Regions from separate parts of the Triticum aestivum genome. Here region 1 is linked to region 2. A link is a contact called in public HiCAR-type data. All regions are on one chromosome and are shown on one strand. Each heading gives the region's core, a stretch centred on a gene start, on an enhancer-like site or on the middle of the called end of the contact. The rest is flanking DNA. Distances are from core to core; before and after follow the strand shown. Region 1 holds the start of LOC123045438 (nuclear distribution protein nudF). Region 2 holds the start of LOC123045434 (zinc finger BED domain-containing protein RICESLEEPER 2).

What was found. HiCAR-type assays count read pairs that join an accessible place to other places.
Region 1: a HiCAR-type map of leaf shows a contact between it and region 2, with 2.6 times the contacts expected there. The contact joins the promoter of LOC123045438 here to the promoter of LOC123045434 in region 2. A contact is called at or near these places in 2 of 5 Hi-C or Micro-C datasets (both in leaf) and 1 of 1 datasets of contacts at active chromatin or transcription factors (leaf).

The regions. Positions count from the first base shown.
Region 1 is chr2B:458,318,061-458,320,764 of IWGSC CS RefSeq v2.1, forward strand. It overlaps LOC123045438 (nuclear distribution protein nudF), which reads right to left and starts at 1,326. Exons shown (of 8, transcript XM_044468492.1): 1 at 1,148-1,326.
Region 2 is chr2B:458,148,239-458,151,327 of IWGSC CS RefSeq v2.1, forward strand. It overlaps LOC123045434 (zinc finger BED domain-containing protein RICESLEEPER 2), which reads right to left and starts at 1,696. Exons shown (of 5, transcript XM_044468489.1): 1 at 1-1,696. It overlaps LOC123045437 (a long non-coding RNA gene), which reads right to left. Exons shown (of 6, transcript XR_006421409.1): 6 at 2,489-2,833.

The DNA of each region.
Region 1 (2,704 bases), core at 76-2,575, 170 kb after region 2:
AAGTGCCATAGAACTATGGATAAAGGGGCAGCGGGACAGTGATGCATGTGAGTTGGGTTGGGGGGGTGATGGAGCTATGAGCTAGTGGCCTCGATTATTTTAGCATCTATCGATCTCCTCCTCCAATTGGAGGCTTTTCTTTCTTCAGATAACCCACTCACCCTCACCACCATGCGTCTTTCCAACGGAAGCCTGATTCGACTTTTAGAGCTTCCGATCGTAGAACAAGATGACACTTTGTGGACTGATCTTCCGTGTTCACATGTTGGGGTAGACTAGTACGCGCATCGCATGTACTGCTGCTAGTGCTAGTTCACGGGGAAAACTAGTGGACGGTGTGGTTTGGAAAGAAGAAGGGAAATGGCCGGTGGTACAGCGTTTTCCTTTGCTGATATGATGTGGACCTAATGCTTGGACCGGGTATAATAATCTTGGTTGTAGATATATAGAAAAATGATTTAGCGGCGAAAATGTTCCAGCCTACAGGTTAACAGATCTAATCTGTCAAACTTAGCTTGCATAATTAATACACCAGATGCATATACTATGGGTCTATGGCTAACAGCCTGTGTATCTGTCCTGGACGAGTTGCTCCTGTTTCTTCTACCATCGTTTCCGCGAGGCTACAGGTTGCCATATGGCTGTGCTGACGAGCACGTACTAGGACTTGCAATTCTTTTTTCTTTTCTCGCTAGAAAGGTACTAGTAGATGATATAATAACTGAAGAGAAAGCAGCAGATGCAGGACTATTTTTCCAGAGAATATATGAATGTTTTCTGGCTGTCGAGTCTTGACAGAGAAATGCAGTCAAGCTGCCTCTGCGCACATAGCTGAACGCTTCTCAGATCTGAGCGTCAGAACGAAGATACTGTAGCAGCCAATTAAGCGCTCAGAGAAAAGAAAGAAAACTAAGAGGTGCAGATAATCATGGTGCTGTGCACGGCAGTTTGCTCTGAATAAACTCTGGAGCAAAGATATCACTGATCCAGAGTTTTGTTTCCAGAATATGCCAAAGGAGCAGACAGACACGGACAGGCAACAAGTAGAGTACTGAAACAAGCAAGGAACAAACTTTTGCAATGCACATGAGCATCAAACAAGCGCGGAATTTAAGGGTCTGTACGTTGGTCAGGGATGGGCACGCACCTAATTAAGCTTTTGCAGAGGAGTTATTCCATCCAGAGTTGCCAGAGAGCAGGAGCGACGGACCTGCAGTGATGTTTTGGGAGGATGTTTCAGGTTCAGGAAGCAAGGCTAATGCTCGCTCATTAGTGGGAGCAGTTTGTCTGGGACGAAGGAGGTGAAGAAGAAGAAGCAGGCCTTAATGCGGCCATTTGTAGGCAGGGATTAGGCTAAGGGCGACAAACGGAGAATATACTAGTACCAAGTTGTAGTAGTACTGTTACCCATGAGCTGCCGCAATGTCAAACACTTTGGCGCATTCGCTCGCTGTGAAGTCAGACGCTGGATCAACTCCAAACAGCAGGGAGATTACACAAAGCAAAAAAGCATGTGGCTCTCAGCTCGCCCCGTCTAATCCCAAGTCGGGGTTAGTTAAGATTCCGCAAGCTTTGACATGGATCCCCTCGCCCTCGCAATAATTTCCAAAAGTGCAGGTCGCCAGATGGATGCCGGCTTTGTTTAACCAGCCGCGTGCTGCCATGTTTATGCTCCACGTCCGGCTCCGCCGCTAACGTACTCCTACTATCACCTCGAGCGGCATGGGTTATTTACGTGCCCGTGTCCATGTGGCGGGCGAGCTTTCCGGCGCCAACCATGAGCACGCCCGCGTTGTCTAGCGACATGTTTAGGCCACGTACGGTCGCAACTTGCAGGGTCGCAGCGCAGATGCCAATGCAGAGTGGAGCAAGTGGGGCGTGTTCCGGCCTCCACGTCCACGGCCACCGGTGCGGTGCACATGCGGGGTGCTGGATGGATCGTTCGAGCTGCAGCTGGACAAGCGATTGCTTTTCGGGTACGTGTGATCGTCGTGTCGCGTAATCGAGACTGTGAGGTGAGGTCGTGGGGATACGGCCCAGTGAGATGGCCACGATCAGAGTGTACTATGCTATGCTGTGCGCGTCCCGACCTTTTCAGGCGAGGCGAGCAATGATAAATCTCCTGGATTAATCTGGCGCGATTCGGTATCTCTTTGGATTTCCTAGTTAATTCAGATCGTAGGATTCGGAGACCGCCTGTCACTGTCAGGATCATTTGCAGCGAGATATCGATTGCATTATTATTATTAACAAGTAGGAGTGCTCCTGTATGCTCTACCAGTTTGTCGACGCACTGGTACGCGGCCGGGCATGCATGCGCCAGGCCACTATAAACTGTCCATCTCATGATCCTTGTTTTTTAGGAAAAGAAAATGAAAATCACTCTGAGCTAAAGAACCCAATAATGTCTGTTCCACTAACACACACAACAAACTTGGGCAAACAATGGAGGCTAGGCCCACGTCACCCCGGTAGTAGGCCGGCCCAATAAGGTGGTTTTCTCGAATGCACGGTGTTTCATGTCAGGAAAAAAAAACTTTTGTAAGACATGTCTTGTTGCAGGAATATTTGTAACAAGGTTGTCTTGCAAGTTTTTTTTTGCAACAAAAATCTTGTTGCAGAATATTTTTGACTTCTTTTTTTGAAACATAACTCTTGTTGAATCTTTTTGCAACACGTGTCTTGTTGCAGAGAGTCACCGCGT
Region 2 (3,089 bases), core at 446-2,945:
GCTTGGCCCTCTTGCCGGCGCGCTCGTCAGTCGTCACCACCACAACACCGCCGTGCCCACTGCCGGCAAGCCGCGACCCAAAGTTGGAGAGGGCTGGAGGAGGATCTAGAGGCAGGAGTTCGAGGCCGGTGGCGACGCCACCGGTTCCATGCTCGCGGAGGCACCTGCAGGACGATGGCCGATGGGTCGATTCGCTCGATGAGTATGGCTATGGCAGGATTAATGGGGAGGGGCGGCTCCTTGGATTTCATTCTCCTTGATTTTGGGAGAGGAGATTACGAGGTGTGATGCTTAATTACGGGGAAGAGATGAGTACTTGCCTAGTTGTGTAAGGTCCACCGTCCACATGATGTAGCTACACAGGTCCACGGGTCAGTCTAAACGGATAGGGAATGGGTATACCCACGGGTACAAGGTTATACCCATGCCCTACCACGAAGGTATGGATACTACCCATGGATATAAATTTGTGTCCATACCCGGCCCATGCGGGTATGGTATCCGGGGATACCCGTACCCACCGGTAAAATTGCCATCCTTAATTAGCGGTTGCCAGTGTAATCCTGGTGTCAACCCTAGCATCGACGCCAAACCACGCAGCGGGCGGGTCATTTTCCTTCTAACACTTAGCGTCTACGTTGTTTAGTTAATTAGCGTCTAGCGTTGAGGGATGAGGCGCTTAGGTGTGTTTCAGATTTTTTTTCCATAAGTGCCTATGTAAGCTCCTGGCATTGTAGATGCCCTTAACCGGTTTATTAATTACAGTAATAATCGCAGTTGAGATATATTAGAAGAGTTGTGCGCGCTTTGCTGTGCCGTTCGTCTTGTTGGTTTTCTTAAAAAAAAATCTCTCTGTTTCAAAGTATAAGATGTATTGTTATTTTTTTTGAAAAGACAAACCTTTTAAGTTTGATTAAATTTGTAGAGAAATATATTAAAATCCATAATATCACATCGGTTTAGATTCATCACAAAATGAATTTCCATATTATTTTTGTTTAATATTGTGGATGTCGATATTTTTGTTCTGAACTTGGTCAAAGTTAAAGAAAATTGATTTTCTAAGAAACTAACACCCCTTATATTTTATAACTAATGGAATATTTAGTTTGCCGGGTGGGGGAGATGATAGAGTCTGTTTTATTTTTATTTATAATGCGGTGATTTGGTGGCCTTTTATGGTGTGATTTTGTGTTATCCGCTAACCAAGCTATATTTATATGGGATTTTTATGTGTCGGTGGTTGCATGTACTATATTGATGCTACAATATCACATGGCAACACTTTTTTTCTAGATGGTGGGAGAGTGCGTGGGATTGAAATGTTTTTATATGTTGGTTGTTGCTGCTTGATTCGAAAAATCGTTGGTCCAGTCAAAATCGTAAGCCAAATCAATATTGAATACCACAACTGAATGAAAGAGCTTCAAATTTTGGGAACATAGTGAACTAATAGAATTGAATGGGAGAGCTTGAGAAATTGTTACCCAGTCAAAATTGTATGACCCAATTCTAAATTGAATACCTTAAGTAATTGTGAGGCCTTAAAAATGAGGAAGCATAGTGTATACTGCAAGGGTTGAGCGCGCTTTGCCGCGCTGCTTGTGTTCTTGCGATTTCAATTTTTTGTTTGTTATTTGGTTTGACGCGTGGGGAAGATGGTGTGTGTGTATGTTTTTTATAATGCAGTGTTCTGGTGGGCTTTCTTGGCAGTGTGATTATGGCTTATCTACTAGTCAACTCATATTTATATAGGGAAGTTTCTTACGTTGGTGTGTGCATGTATTATACTGAAACTACAGTGTCACATATTGACGCTTCAATTTTCTAGGTACTGAGAGGATGTGCGGGACCGATGTGTTTTTAGGCTGGTTGCTGCCGATTAATTGAGAAATTGCTTACCTAATAAAAATCGTGAATCAAATCCAAAATTGATTACCTTAATTGAATAAGAGAGCTCCTTAAGAAATTGTTGACCCAGTCAAAATTATAAACCAAATTCAAATGTAACACCGCAATTTAATGAGAGGGCTCTAAAACTAAGAAGTATCATGCATTAAATATTGTTAACCTGGTCAAAATTGAGTGACTCAGTTTCAAATAGAAGATCTCAGTTGATTTTGAGTCCTTAAAAATTGGTAAACGCTTGTAGCTGGTCAGTTGGCCGAACTTTTGGCCAACTCGCTCGCCACGATTCAACCCCACACGTGATATGAGTACGTGGGTGGGCCCCGCGGGACTTCCCCCTTTCTCCCTTATACTTTTCCTCCACCTAGAGTGTGTTTCATTTTTGTTTATAACTAGATGATTCCCCGCGCGTTGCTGCGGAACATTTTGTAAGAATCAATTGAGTAGTAACCTGAATAGAGGTACTTCAAATGAGGTTCCGTGAAAGAATAATATCACATAGGTCTCTCACCGAGTGGCAGGCAACTGGCAGCATGCTTAAAACCATAGATGTCCTATCAGTAGGAGAAACAAAGTGAACTAAGACAATCAAATCATCCATGCTTATACTGTAAAAATCATAAATGCAGTCGCTTGAATTTAAAAGCTAAACATAGGGTGAAAAATGTACCCAGCCTTACAATCGAACTGGGAGGGCAGGGCAGGACTGTTGTATGAGGGTGCCAGCAGCCCCGTTTAAGCCCCTCGCAGGAAACTGTCATACTTGTATATTGAGCAGCAACAATACTATGCAGTAAGAACCACCAAATCGTCCTAGATCCTTGCCATCAGCGGAAAATCATCCGACACTTGCATTAGGTGGGCTCTGACCAAAATCTTAAATTAAGCTTGTCATCTAGGACATATATGATATCACAGTTGTCGACTGTAACATGTAACAGATAGAAGCTATCAGAATCATATTCCCATGCTCTCTAAATAAGTACGCAGACTAACAGAATGTATATAAGATAACTCGGTGCAAAAATTAAATTTAGAAACGGGAGCTTGTGCTCTCTAAATAAGTATGGACATTAACAGAATGTGCATATGATAACTTTGTCAAAAATAAAATTAGATATGGGAGCTTGGGTACTAATGCGAGTAGCTCGAGGGAGAGAGAAGGCAGGAATGTCATAAGA